Linked DNA regions of Mus musculus: all the other regions are linked to region 2. The links are chromatin contacts, called in public HiChIP or PLAC-seq maps. All regions are on one chromosome and are shown on one strand. The core of a region is the stretch at or near the end of the contact, and the rest is flanking DNA. Distances in the headings are between cores, read along the strand shown.

Region 1 (4,817 bases), core at 1,842-4,341, 320 kb after region 2:
TCCTGCCTGCCCCCCCCCCTCCCTCCAGCGCCAGGTACACAGGCCCTTTAGGAAAGCCCTTCCAGCCAGCTGCTGGGGGCTTCCGATTCCAAACATCTGGTTCCCCTCAGCGGCAAGTTGGCTAATGTGACAGGAGGTGTGTGGGACTGGGCAGTGGGAACCTGCGTGTTCTCAGGTCAGGCTTCCACATGTCACCGTGAGATGACTGTTCTGGGATGTCTCTACCACATAACCTCTGATGGGCCAGCCTAGCAATTCTGGGATAAGGAGGTCTCTGGTGTTCTGTTGGATTTTCAGCCAGACTTGGCAAGCCCACATTGCCCACAGCCACTGCTGTGGAAGTCCAGAGGATGTGCTAACTCAAGGCCTATGGGAATGAGTGTCTGGGGGATGGGCAATACCTAAATAATGTCTCATGTCCCCATAACAGCAGGGTTCCCATGGGCTGGGACAAACAGCCGGGACAACAAGCAGGTAAACACATGAAAGGGACTCAAATATTTATATACCCCGCATTCATTATTCAAATAGCCAAGAGGTGGCAATAACCAAGTGCCCATTAATAGAGAGGGATGGCTGGACAACAGGACAGCACCTATCACTGAGCTTTTTTGAAAGGAGAGAAAATGCAGTATATATTGTAGCATGCATGAGCCTTGAAGACCTAATGTTTACGGAGATAAGTTTGTCACAAAGGAGCGAGGGGTAGCAGCTCAGCTTTATAAAGACAGCAAATGCAGGGTGTTTTCTGGTGACTGTGGGAAACACTGAGAGCCGCTGTCCAGTTAGAACCAAGCTTCCAAAATGTTTGCAACTGGATGGTGGAAATGGTCCTGCACCAATGGATTTAATGCCCCCGGAGCGTACTTGCAAATGTTTTTTAAGTGGCAAGTGTTATGGAATATATGTTCTATGCTTTGTTTTGGTTTTTGTTTTTACATTGATTTTGTGGAGGGTGGCGTGGGGGGAGCACTTGAGCCACAGACTGCATGCAGAGGTTAGAGGACAATTTGTAAGAGCCAGCTCTCTCCCTCCATGTGGATGACAGGGTAGAGCTCAGGCTAGTAGGCTTTTATCATCCACAGAGCCAACTGGTCAACTTTCTCACAACATTTTAATGTGGGGGAAAAAATAAGGCTTACAAGGGAAACATTGCATTGGGTAGTTAATACATTTAAATATGTTATGTTTGGGATCTTGAGATGTTTGAATCTGTCAGCTTATAAAACATTTGTTATTTTTATAATTTCTTCTTTTTTTTCTAGGTAAATATTCGCTCGTTTTATTAGCACCACGCTCTAACCAACTGAGCTAACCGGCCAGAGACTCACTCGTTTTATTATTTTTATGCGAGTGAGTGTTTGGCCTGGATGTATGGCTGTGTCCTATATACATCCCTTGTGCACATGAAGGCCAGAAGAGGATGTTGGATCCCCTGTAATTGAACTTAAGACAGTTGTGAGCTGCCATATGGGTGCTAGGAACCAAACTTGGGTCTTCTATACGAGTGGCCGATGCTCTTATCTGCTGAGCCACCTCTTAAGCCACTAAATATTCATTTCTGTACCTCATGGCTTTTCTTTCTTTCTTTCTTTCTTTCTTTCTTTCTTTCTTTCTTTCTTTCTTTCTTTCTTTCTTTCTCCCTTTCTTTCTTTCTTTCTTTCTTTCTTTCTTTCTTTGTTTCTTTCTTTCTTTCTTTCCTCTTTCTTTCTTTCTTTCTTTCTTTCTTTCTTTCTTTCTTTCTTTCTTTCTTTTTAAAATGGAGTAAGGGTTTCTTTTTTTTTTTTTAAGATTTATTTATTTATTATATGTAAGTACACTGTAGCTGTCTTCAGACACTCCAGAAGAGGGAGTCAGATCTTCTTACAGATGGTTGTGAGCCACCATGTGGTTGCTGGGATTTGAACTCCGGACCTTCGGAAGAGCAGTCGGGTGCTCTTACCCACTGAGCCATCTCACCAGCCCTCTTTCTTTTTTTAAATTGTTTTTTTCAAATATTTTATTTTTGTTTTATGTATATGAATACACTGTCACTGCCTACAGATATACAAGAAGAGGGCTTCAGATTCCATTATAGATGGTTGTGAGCCACCTCATGGTTGCTGGGAATTGAACTCAGAACCTCTGGAAGAGCAGCCAGTGTTCTTAACTGCGAGCCATCTCTCTAGCCCCTACTTCATGGTTTTTCAATGTCAAGTTAACCTCATTATCTGAAAATAGAGGCAATAATACAGAACTTGTACAGTCATACTAAAATATATGTATAGTAGATTTGAAAATTATGAGAACCAAGTGGGGTTTTTGTTGTCATTCTTTTTAATTTAAGACCCAGGGGCAGAGAGATATAAAATAAAAGAACCCCGATGGGGCTGGTGAGATGGCTCAGTGGGTAAGAGCACCCGACTGCTCTTCCGAAGGTCAGGAGTTCAAATCCCAGCAACCACATGGTGGCTCACAACCATCCGTAACGAGATCTGGCGCCCTCTTCTGGAGTGTCTGAAGACAGCTTCAGTGTACTTACATATAATAAATAAATTAAAAAAAAAAAAAAAAAAAAAAAAAGAACCCCGATGGCTGAGTCTCCCATTAATCTTAAGTTATTCAAAGATACCAGAATGGATTTTTTTTCTTTTCTTAGCTTTCTGGTGTTTTGAGACAGGATTTCACTATAGCCCAGGCTGGCCCTAGGTCTCCAGTTCTTAGCCTCCTTGGCTTGTATCACACATGTGGCCAATAATGAATTCTTTTGTTTTGAGACAGAGTTTCTCTGTGTAGCCCTGGCTATCCTAGAACTCTCTTTGTAGACCAGGCTGGCCTTGAACTTAGAGCTCCACCTACCTCTGCCTCCCAAGTGCTGCCAGCAACATATTCTCTCTTTTTTTAAACTTTATTTTATGTGTATGAGTATCCCATTTGCATGCCAGCCAGGGAATCATATCACATTATAGATGGTCAGGTTGCTGAGAGTTGAACTCAGGACCTCTAGAAGAGTAGCCAGTGCTCTTAACTGCTGAGACATCTCTCCAGCCCCAGCCATGTATTATTAATGTCTAGCCTCCTGGAGCTTGTCTTAGTCAGTTTCCTGTTGCAGCGACAAAATACCCCACGAGGGAGTCAGTCGGTTTACAGAAGGAAGGGTTTAGTGTACTTACCACCACAGCAGGGAGGCTTGGCGGCAAACTGCAGGCTCAGTAGGAGGGGCAGGAAGCTGAGAGCTCACATTTTCAAACACAAGCTCAAAGCATCAAGAGCATTCTCAAAATGGCCATTTCTAGAGGTCAACACGCTTCCCCCCCCCACCCCCCAGCCCCAGTGACCTACGTTCTCCAGTAAAGTCACACCTTCTAGTCCTCCACAGACAATGTTACCGTAAATTGGGGGCCAAGTGTTTAACTATTTGAGCCTATGGGAGATGTTTCTTATTCGAACTGAATAGCGCTTTTTTTTTTCTCCCATTGTAGCACTGGCTAGCCTGAGACTCACTATGTAGACCAGGCTGGCTTCTGATGCGCACCCAGCCTGGACAGCATTTCTATGAGGCCGTCTATTTTAGCTGAGGTTGTGATTCTCCATCTGCGGCTGCCCTGGGGCTTTAATCTAGATCATAGATGAGCCGGGGAGTAAGGGTAGGGAGCCTTCCACACAGAGTGTGGAGTCCAGTCACATAATCCAAGAAAAGGAGTGGAGCCCCCTGATGGGCAGAGACGGAGCTGCCCCAGGCTTGCTGACTGATGTCTGTACAAACATATTTGCTTGCACCCGGTGTGACATGCCTAGGACCAGCGTGTTTCTGACTTGGGGAGTTTTTCAAATTTGGGAATGTGTCCACAGACTTGACTTGTCTAAGTTTTGGCTTCAGACTTGCATTCGGGGTGCACAACAATTACCTGGGTTTCTGGGAAACTCTCCTTCAGTGTACCATCCGTCACCCTAGAGATAGATCCCCTCTCTCTCTTAGCCCCATGAAGGACATTTAGAGTCCACAAAGCTCTCTCACACAAATCTCGTTTATTTCTAACAGTACCAGTCAATATACATTGGGTGCTTGGACTGTCTTTTGAAGATATCTCTTGACCTTAAGCTCTGTCTTTGGTGTTGGTGGTACACAGTGTTTCTTGTTCTCCATGGCAAAATGTCTCCTTTTCCATCAAAAAACAAAGCAGGTGGGAGTCCCTAAGTTTAATCCCCTGCCAACAAGAGTACAGAAGATTGCTGGTTACTGATCTCTCAAAATAGACTCTGTGGTTCCAGGTAGGTCAGCCACACCTCAGTATATGGCCCCACACCCAGAGAAGTACATGGAAGGCACAAGCTGGAGTTGGGAGAAATTTACATTTAAAAAACAAAAGGGAACTCAAATGGATGGGGAGATGAGTGTGAATTCAGAAGAAGTGAAAATAGTATTAAATATATAGTATATATTCTAAAGGATTGCTGGGCGGTGGTGGCTCAGATCTTTAATCCCAGCACTCAGGAAGCCAAGGCAGAGAGAGCTCTGAGTTTGAGGCCAGCCTGGTCTAGAGAGAGAGAGTTCTAGGACAGTCAGGACTACGTAAAACAAAAAACAAAAACAACAACAAAAATCTAAAGAGTTAATAAACTTTTATTTTCTTTTTTATTCATTTTTTAAAATTGGTTATTTTATTTATTTACAGTTCAAATGTTATCCCTCTCCCCAGTTTCCCCTCCACAAATACAATTTTATTTTCAAAAAGAATATACTTCTTGAAAAAAAAAAAACAAACAAAAAAGAATATACTAATGAGAGATTATTTTTTAAAAAACAGAATAGTTTCCTATACATAAAAACAATTAAA
Region 2 (4,669 bases), core at 538-3,037:
GCTTTGGATACCAAGAACACGAGCTTGTCGGATATGAAGACAGAAGAAATGGTGACCCACCCCATGGAGGTACACAGCCAGGTATGCCACCCATACGCTCCCAAGAGAGACTGCTGCTTGGACAGCAGCCGTTCCCAACTCGATTGCGATGGGATTGTCCCTCCTCTGCTCCCTTAGACAGAGTAATGGACGAAAATGACTGTCAGGTTTCTCCAGGCAGAGACCTGGGTATGGAGGACAGACCCCAGAGAGCCTGGATCCAGGAGAAGACGTGGAAGTGTTGGAGTGGGAAGGTCAGGTCTGCTCAGGGATAAGTCTGAACTGTGACATTGCAATTCTGGTGAGTATCACAGACAAAGCAGGGCTTCTCAACATGTGGTCCTCGGATCAGCACAAACATCTCCCGCGAGCTTCTACAAAATACGGTCTAAGGCGCCAGCCAGACCTTCTGAATCAGGAAACTGAGACTGAAAAGCTGGGCAGTGGTGACGCACACCTTTAGTCCCAGCACCCGGGAAGCAGAGGCAGCTGAATCTTTGAGTTCAAGGCCAGCCTGGTCTACAGAGCAAGTTCCAGGACAGCCAGAGCTACGTGAAGAAACTCTGTCTCAAAAAGAGAAAGGAAGCAAGGAAGGGAGAGAGAGAGAAAGAAAGAAAAGAAAGTAAAGAAAGAAAGAAGGAAGGAAGGAAGGGAGGGAGAGAGAGAGAGAGAGAGAGAGAGAGAGACAAACTAGGGATTTCACAGACATCCTAGTAGTTTACCCATTCTAAGTACTCAACACCTGGATCTATATTGTCTTTTCAGTCATGAAACTTCATCTCAACTTGAAAATCTGAACTAGATCCCAGTGATATGTCAGTTATGGGGTTAGAGGGAGTGAGGTAGGAGGGCTGAGGGAAGATTCCACCCTGCATGTCCTCAGCCTCTAAACCAGAGGTTCTCAACCTGTGGGTCATGACCCCCCCACCCCCCCACCCCGCCAGACCTTTGGAAGGCACCACAGGAATTTACATTACAGGTCCTAACAATAGCAAAGTTGCAGTTATGAAGTAGCAATAAAAAGAATGTTCCCACAACATGAGGAACCCTATTAAATAGGGTCACCACATTAGGAAGGTTGAGAACCACTGCTGCAGCCATGAGCGGCTTCCGTGCTGTGGCTCTGAACATTGAGGAAATCACAGGCAGAGGCCAGGGATTGCTGGCGATGGCCTCTGTCCCAGCCGTGTGTGTTCTGCAGGAGTGAAGGAACAAGAGAGCTCTCTCTCCCTGCCAGATCTGCTGACTTTGTGACTAGCACACCTGTCTGGCTAGCTTGTAAACTGAATGGCCACTTTCTCCTGACAATGGCCTGCTCAGAGAATGATTTATGGGCAGTCAGTTCTCATTTATAAAAACGACAACACTCCAGCTGATAATATTGATAGATGTGAAATTCGGTATCTGCAGGATAAAAGCCACTGGCCCCGCCGAGACTTTTGGCCGCCTGGCAAAGGCGTGGTGTGCTGACTGCTGCTAGTTCTCTGAGGAGTGTTTAAGGTCCACGGCATTAAACTCAACACTAGGTTCTGGGCAGATCCCAGGAAGAAAGGCTACGGAGGAAATGCTTTGCTCTGTGATTCTCATATAGCAAGGAGCTATGGGGTCAGTCACTTAGGTCACGGAAGACAGACATGTGGGCAGCGAAGCTGTGGCTGAGACGTCCTCAAAGAGCGCTCTCTGTGGTGTGCCGGTAAGTACAGTGAGGAGTTGGCACCACCTTATATCTGCAGGTTTCAAAGTTCTTGGGGTGAGTCAGCCGTTCCTTATACTTCTTATGAGGCACCCTGAAGTACAGGTTAGGCAGTGGCAAGGCAGGTCATGGAGTGACTAACCAAGCTGCTGCCCTTGTGACCCAAGGACAGCTAGAGAAGGAGACAGGGTCTGCAGAGGACTTTCACAGTTTGGTGCCCGACCTGGTGCCGCACCGGATCCCCCAAGCAGGTACGTAAAAGCTCTGATTTCACTTTTGGGTGTGAGGCATAGAATCTGGGAGCCCCCTGATGCTGAGCCACACCCCCTCGCCTCTTAAACTAGCTCCTCTTCAAAAATTTTGGTTTGGTAGGTGTGTGCTAGGGTGGAGATCGGAAGTCTAGTTTAGCCGTGTCCGTGGGTGACTGCGGTGCATGACCACACTTGGCACTTAAGAGTCAATGAATATGGGGTGGAGGAGCTGCGGAGGTACCGACTGCCATCAGAAAGGTGAGGGACCCGACCACCACCAGAAAGGCTATTCTCTTCCTTCCTACTACTCCCTCAGTCAATCAGGGTCTCCACTTAAAGGGGTTATATGCCCTGTTGAGATGTCAGTGTGTCCCAACAATTAAAAATTATTTTTTTATATTGTATTCATTTACTTACTTTGTATATACGGGTGTTTGGCCTGCATGGATATCTGTGAAACACCTGCATGACAAGTGCCCAAGGAGGCCAGGAGCGGGCGTCACATCTCCTGGAATTGGAGTTATAGGAGTGTGAACCACCATGCCTGGGTTGGGAATTGAACCTGGGCTCTTTGGAAGAGCAGCCAGGGCTCCTCGCCACTGAGTCATGTCTCCATCCCCATGATTCTGATCAGGGTTGAAAGAAGCTAATGTTTTCTGAGGGACAGAGAGACATTTTTCTTTAGCCTTGTGGTCACTGGTAAGTTGGCCACACCCCTGTAAGTAATGCCTCATCCATTCCACCCTCCTCCCTCTCCCCTTTCACCCTCCTCCTTCTCTTCCATTTACTTTTGGGCCATTTCCTTCCTCCTGTCAACATTAGCGTTGGCCTTGTGGGAGGGGCATATCATTTTATCTGACCCCTGTGATCGCATCCAGCAAAGACTCTTCCAGACCTCACACGGGGTACATGTCTTGAGTTATGGCAAACTGGTGGCAATAAGAAAAGTCCTTTATTCTGATCTGAAAGGCTGATGGTGGAATGTGGGCCTTAGAAAGCACAGCTGTTTGCCCTGTTTTCCCAACACTGAGTGGAAAGGAAAATCCTTCCTGAAGAACACATGTAAACATTTCCTGAGAAGGCCACGGTTCTGCTTCCTGCAGCTTAGGTTCAACATTCACACAAGGAAACGTGAAGATGGCTAACCACAGCAGCACGCAACTGTTGACACCAGGCCTGTCAGAGCCCTCCAGTCAGTCCTCTTGAAATGGAAGGAAGCTGATAGACCATCATCCTGAAGAGACAGGAGCCAATTACAGAGAAATGGAGGCTTTTCCGTACAGTCCTGGGGCATGGCGGCCTGGAGCATGCAGGCTACCCACTGCTGGTTGTGACAAGGCTTTGCACAGAAGTGAGGGGGACTCATGACCCTGAGTGACGAGGAATTATGTGACAAAGGGAGCATGCACTGTGCTGTCACCACTCAGCAAACCATACCTCAAACTCCTTCAGGGCCAGGGTGCCTTTTTGCAGCGTCTTTATCTTGTGCACCTCATAGAATCAGCTAAGAAGGCAGTGTCTATTTTCTCGCCAGCTAAGGGCTTGAGCTGTCCCCATAGTGTATGACAAAGGCACCCAGGAGAATCTGGATTTTATTCAGTGGGAGAGAATAAAGAGATTGCTAAGGGTTTGTGCGTGGAGTTGGTTCACAGAGAATCAAAACCACCTGGGGCCAGCTTTGGGTTATAGGACAAAAACTTAGCCTAAATGGGTAAGATATTCATATTATATAATTCAGTATTATCTAAAGAGACTATATCTGAGTGGGATAGATTAGCCTGGCATTGTGGCACATGACTTTAGGCCCAGTACTCAGAAGATAGAGGCAGGAGGATCTCTGTGAGTTCAGGCAAGTCTAGTCTGTCTACATGGGTGGTTTGGAGGTTCCAGGTCAGCCAGTGCTGTGTAGTAAGATATTGTCTTAAATAATAAAAATGAATCTGATGATGACGAAATAGAAGGACAGTCAGCTAGGCATGGTGGGGCATGAACGCAATCCCAGCATGCAGCAGTTTGGAAGATGAAGATCAAAAGCTGCAGACCACCCCAGGCAAGAAGGATTGGAGTCAGTCTGTTGCAAAATGTCTCTCTTTGCATGAAGTCATGAGGGTTTGTCACTTCTTTGTTTGTATTCTTGATTTAGGGTATATTTTAATTTACAAATTTTTTAATTTTTAATTTTTTAATTTTTATTGATCTGTTGATAATTTCATACACATATATACTGCATTTTGACCTTATTTACACACAGACCCCTCCCCAACTGCTCCTCTTTTTCTAACCTTTAATCCCACTCCCACTCTGTCTCCCTCTTTTAAGCCACCAGAATCCAATTTTGGCAGCCTGTATACTCACGGGTAGGAGCAATCCACTGGAGTGTGGACAGCCCTGTTGGGCTATATCCTTAAAGAAAACTGGCTCTCCCTCCCTTAAAACTGGCTCTCCCTCCCCCAGAAACCATGAGAGAGGGAGATCTACTCATAGGTCCTCGGCTGGGGGTGGGGTCTCAGATGCCCATCTCCCACTCCACTATGGAGTGTTGACTGGCTTGGTCCTGTGCAGGCAGCCACAGCTGCCGTGAGCTCATGACCACAGTGGTCCACTTGTTTCCAACAGACCCAGTTTCCCTCTAGTGCTCACTGATCTCTGTCTCTTAGCATCTTTCCACTCCTGTGATGGTCCCTGA
Region 3 (4,408 bases), core at 611-3,110, 480 kb after region 2:
TCTTTTGCCTTGCAGAAGCTTTGCAATTTTATGAGGTCCCATTTATCGATTCTCGATCTTACAGCACAGGCCATTGCTGTTCTATTCAGGAATTTTTCCCCTGTACCCATATTTTCGAGGCTTTTCCCTACTTTCTCCTCTATAAGTTTCAGTGTCTCTGGTTTTATGTGGAGTTCCTTAATCTACTTAGATTTGACCTTAGTACAAGGAGATAGAAAGGGATCAATTCGCATTTTTCTACATGATAACTGCCAATTGTGCCAGCACCATTTGTTGAAAATGCTGTCTTTTTTCCACTGGATGGTTTTAGCTCCCTTGTCAAAGATCAAGTGACCATAGGTGTGTGGGTTCATCTCTGGGTCTTCAATTCTGTTCCATTGGTCTACTTGTCTGTCACTATACCAATACCATGCAGTTTTTATCACAATTGCTCTGTAGTACAGCTTTAGGTCCGGCATGGTGATTCCACCAGAGGTTCTTTTATCCTTGAGAAGAGTTTTTGCTATCCTAGGTTTTTTGATCAGGTGAGATTAGAGGCCGCCTGGCAGCCTAGGTAAGTGGGATGGAAGCAGAGAGTGCTGGAGAGTGCTGTGAGGTGCACTGGAGGGTGGCCAGCCGGAACAGAACAGTTACGGAGTCTGGGAAGCTGTCAGGGGCTGTAGGTGTCATTGGGACAGGAGCCCCATGCATGGATGGGTATTGGATGGTGAGAACAGCATTGAAGGGTAAGGCAGGGCTGCTGCAGTCCTCAGGGACGCTGTGAGCCCCTCTAGCCAGTGCTGCTTCCTGTAGGCGCCATTTTACCATGGAGGAAATGCCACACAGGTGAGTGAGGTGACTGTCAGTGCTCACTGTCAGCTGAGCAGTTCTCAGACCTTAAGGTGGCCTTGAGCCATATCAGTGGCTTTGAGCTCTGTCTGACTTTATAAACCTTAGCCTGTATACTAGATATGGCATATATGTATGTATGCGTGTATGCATTTTTTCACGTTGTTATGAGCCACATCTTTTTGCACATTTCATAGCTGTTTGAACACCTGTTTTTGTTCAGTTGTTCATTCATTTATTTGTTCATTCATTCATTCATTCAAAAAACATTAATCACATCCTGGGTCCCTGCCGCCACCCCTGCTGTGCTAGCAATGCAGCTGTGCTGACTAAGGAAGGGTCTGGTTCTGACGGGATCTGAATGTGAAGAGTGGAGTGATGACAAAGTCATGTGTCACTGAAAACATAAATCCGTGCGTGTAAGCCTGGGCGTGCTGCAAAGGAGCACACGCCAGACGTTTGTAAATGACACCTGTTAGAAAGATTTGAGTATAATTCTCATGTTTACTTTATCCAGTTCTGTTTCACCTAAGAACAGCACACTGCTTTCTTATGAAAGCTCTAGCTATTTCTGTATTAGGAAGAAAACGTGGCCATTGTAAGCAGTACAGTGCAACCCTTCAGCTCTTCCCTCTGGCTGTGAGTTGATATTTGTATAATCCTGCTGATCCCTTTAAACTGTAAGTAGCCATCGTCTGTCCGGGGGTTGCAAGATGCTGGTATACTGAGCATAACATTTACTGAAGACATGGGGCTGCTGCCCTGCCTCCTGTATCAGTTCTAAAGTTCAAGGTAGGGCATTTTTCAGGGATCTGAAGCCACTGGTACGTGGACTACTCACTCCTTTCTCCTCCCCAAGAAGATTTTCATTAAAAACTCGTTTGCATCTTTGAAGAATAAGCATAGCAGTTGTTTTGAAAGAACGTGCATATACGTGAAAGTGGCTTTTAAGGGAAGATTACAGTGTTAGAGATGGTGGCGTTGATCCAGTGTGTGCTGCCCACTGCCATGAGGTAATCATCGAAGCTGGTAACTAGGTTCCCAGCTATTCTTAGAAAGACTTCCTGCCTCCCTTCACTTCCTCACCCTGCCTTCCCTCTCCCTTGCATCTCCTCTGAAGCCTACACGAGCCTTGAACTCTGTAACTCAGCTTGACATCAAACTAAACAAACTCAATGTGTCTCAGCCTCCAGTGTCAAGGTCACAGGTAAGAGGCATCACCCAGGCCATTCTGATTTTCTAATGTCTTTTTATCATTCTTCTGGTTCTTAACACTAGTGAGCAAGTGAAAAGCTGTCTCTTGTTTTGTTTTGCTGTTTTTGTATTTAAAGAAAAAGAGGTTCATTCAAGGAAGTGACCTTGACACTGAGATATTAAGGTTGCCGTGGATATTGGGGTGGTCTGTGAGTCAGGCCACCAGTGAGTTGGGAGAAGCTGGCATTTAGTCAGTGAAAGGGTGGTGGCTCTCTGTATGGATAGATCTTTATGCTTTTCCTTTGGCGGGCTCTGATACTCAAGCAAGCATGAAGTAAGTTAGAAGTGGCAGCTGCAGGCTGGAAAGTCAGAGGTAGGTGAGAGACAACGCCCAGAAGCAGCGGGGAGGGTGGACATGGAGGAGGAGCCCCAGCATTAGGAAGTAGTGCCTCAGAGAGGGTTTGCCACACTGAGAGCAAAGGTTAAAGGTCATTGACTTCCGCTATCTCACCTTTAGAGCCGCCTAGAGCTTGTAGTGTGATTTGCATGGCTTCAGGTGGAACCATGAGAGGGTTTGTGGAGTGGTCAGCAGCATACACTCAGTGCAGGGGTGGGTGGCCTGCAGTGCTCTTGCTTGTAGGAATGGGAAGTGGGCCACAGTGCTTTGGATCAACTGTCCCTGATGGGCAAATCACAGCATGCAAGTATAGAGAGCTAAAGATCAAATTGATGTTAAGTCTGTTTGGACTAGGGCATGTTGCAGCCTTGGGACTCGTGGGCTTTGGGCTCTTATACGTCTCACGGGGCTTTCGGGGCCTGGAATCCAGCAGGCAGGGGTGAAGGGCCACTCCAGCTGCATTATTACTGCATTGGTTTGAGATTGAAATGTGCAGAATGGGTTTGAGTGTGCGAAAGCTGGGCAGGAACGAGTTGGGCAGGGTTTGTGGGAATTTACCCTGCAGTACAGGAGGTAGAAAGACTCAGATCTACAAGACAAACTTGTTATTCTCAGTATAGAATCCAGGGAGACCTTGTGGGCCAAGTCAGGGGAGCCACCTAACACTGGGTAAGTTGTGGTGGAAATGGGGCAGGCTGAGGCACAGGAGTGGTGGCTCCCACCTAGAGTCGCAGCACTGGTGACTGAAGCATGGGGATTGCTATGAGATACAGACCAGCCTGAGTCATGGAGTGAGACCCTGTGAGAAAGGAAGGAAAACACTGAAAGGGCTTAAGAAGCAGCCGGATGGGAAGGGTATGCAGCACGCAGGTGGAGAGCGGGGTGGGGAGGCTTGCACAACACGCTGCACTTCATTGTTGAGTGGATAATCAATATGCTGTGTGGTCTGAGAATCCACAGAGAAACTAGACGCTCCCGAGGACCAGCTGGATCTTAGCAGCGCTTTCTATATGCACTTAATCATGTCCACAGAGAAAGTGCAGGTCGGGTTTGATGGAGCCGTACATGCTCCGCTTCCTTCCTACTGAGTGTTTTGGAAATGTAGCCATGCCCCGTGTTCACGGAGAGCTGTTCCCTCACGACCATAGCAGAGCCATAGCATGGCTTAAACTTGACCCATTGTTTTCAGAAGCATCTAGGATATCTCCAGACTTCTGTTTCCTTGTGCGACCACATTCACCTGGCTGCACTCTTGAGCGCTAGACGGCATTTTGTTAGAACCCCCATGCAGACTGCCCTTCAGCGCATGCCTGCCATTCCACTATTGCCCTAGCGCCAGTGTTGACGAGTGACCCTTTCCACTCATGCCAAGTAAGGCATGTTCTCACACTGGCAAAGTGATGGCCAAAATCGTGCTTGCCCTGTTTTAGTTTTCGTCTCCCAGTTAGTTAAGTATTGCTAAGTATCTGAATTTTTAGTCTGTGTCACCTGTTCATTTCCTTTGCCAGTTTTCTAGTTGGTTTTCTTCTACCTTTGCAAAGGCTTAGGAGTTGGTCTTATGTTAGTTGTAGCACACATGGGTGACTGATACGTAGTGTGTACTCTTCTTTTACTCTGTCTTCTATTCATGCTGTCTGTGAAGCCAGTGTTCCCTAGCATCATCATCAACAGTAGCCGTGGGAGCCAGTGCAGCCGTGGGGGCCAGTGTAGCCGTGGGGGCCTCTGAGCTTACAGTTCTGTGTTCTCAGTGCTCAGAATCTGTTGCAGCTGCACGTGCCGGGTGCCTGGTGGTGACTGAGAACTGCGTCTCAGGTGAATGACACTGCCTGCAGCTTCAGACAGTCTTGATCCAACAGCCACACTCGCCAAGGGAATGTTGTAAAGGCCCTGGCTTTGGAAATGACCTAATGCATGGAGCTGACTGTTCATCTGTAGCTCTTTAAAAACAGCATTTCGTAGTTTCTGTTTTAGACATTCCCTCCTTTTTTT

The links. HiChIP or PLAC-seq counts read pairs in DNA pulled down with a chosen protein or histone mark.
Region 1: a FOXA1 HiChIP or PLAC-seq map of pancreatic cancer cells shows a contact between it and region 2. The contact joins two enhancer-like sites. A contact is called at or near these places in 4 of 39 promoter capture datasets (embryonic stem cells, liver, pre-B cells and 1 more), 8 of 15 datasets of contacts at CTCF or cohesin (CD8 T cells, the G1E-ER4 cell line, the NIH/3T3 cell line and 4 more), 193 of 484 Hi-C or Micro-C datasets (the 63-12 cell line, the AML12 cell line, the AtT-20 cell line and 103 more), 34 of 115 datasets of contacts at active chromatin or transcription factors (the HPC-7 cell line, PVALB interneurons, Th17 cells and 25 more) and 3 of 9 other capture datasets (adipose tissue, embryonic tail and embryonic trunk).
Region 3: a FOXA1 HiChIP or PLAC-seq map of pancreatic cancer cells shows a contact between it and region 2. The contact joins two enhancer-like sites. A contact is called at or near these places in 1 of 115 datasets of contacts at active chromatin or transcription factors (pancreatic cancer cells) and 1 of 9 other capture datasets (embryonic stem cells).

The regions. Positions count from the first base shown.
Region 1 is chr5:146,915,330-146,920,146 of GRCm38.p6, reverse strand. No RefSeq gene overlaps it. Among named protein-coding and RNA genes, the nearest start is that of Gm10858, 21 kb to the right of the region's middle. Within about 2 kb of position 3,091, at least 22 of the 459 cell types and tissues checked have an H3K27ac peak or open chromatin away from gene starts, as enhancers often do. A contact at or near this core is called in the HL-1 cell line and pancreatic cancer cells, where this site is marked.
Region 2 is chr5:147,232,724-147,237,392 of GRCm38.p6, reverse strand. The region is part of intron 3 of Plut (PDX1 associated lncRNA, upregulator of transcription); the gene reads left to right. It overlaps Gm38750 (a long non-coding RNA gene), which reads left to right. Exons shown (of 3, transcript XR_868709.1): 2 at 1-81; 3 at 217-515. Among named protein-coding and RNA genes, the nearest start is that of Gm38750, 3.5 kb to the left of the region's middle. Within about 2 kb of position 1,787, at least 20 of the 459 cell types and tissues checked have an H3K27ac peak or open chromatin away from gene starts, as enhancers often do. A contact at or near this core is called in the HL-1 cell line and pancreatic cancer cells, where this site is marked.
Region 3 is chr5:146,755,578-146,759,985 of GRCm38.p6, reverse strand. All of the region lies in intron 3 of Usp12 (ubiquitin specific peptidase 12), which reads left to right. Among named protein-coding and RNA genes, the nearest start is that of Usp12, 37 kb to the left of the region's middle. Within about 2 kb of position 1,860, at least 55 of the 459 cell types and tissues checked have an H3K27ac peak or open chromatin away from gene starts, as enhancers often do. A contact at or near this core is called in pancreatic cancer cells, where this site is marked.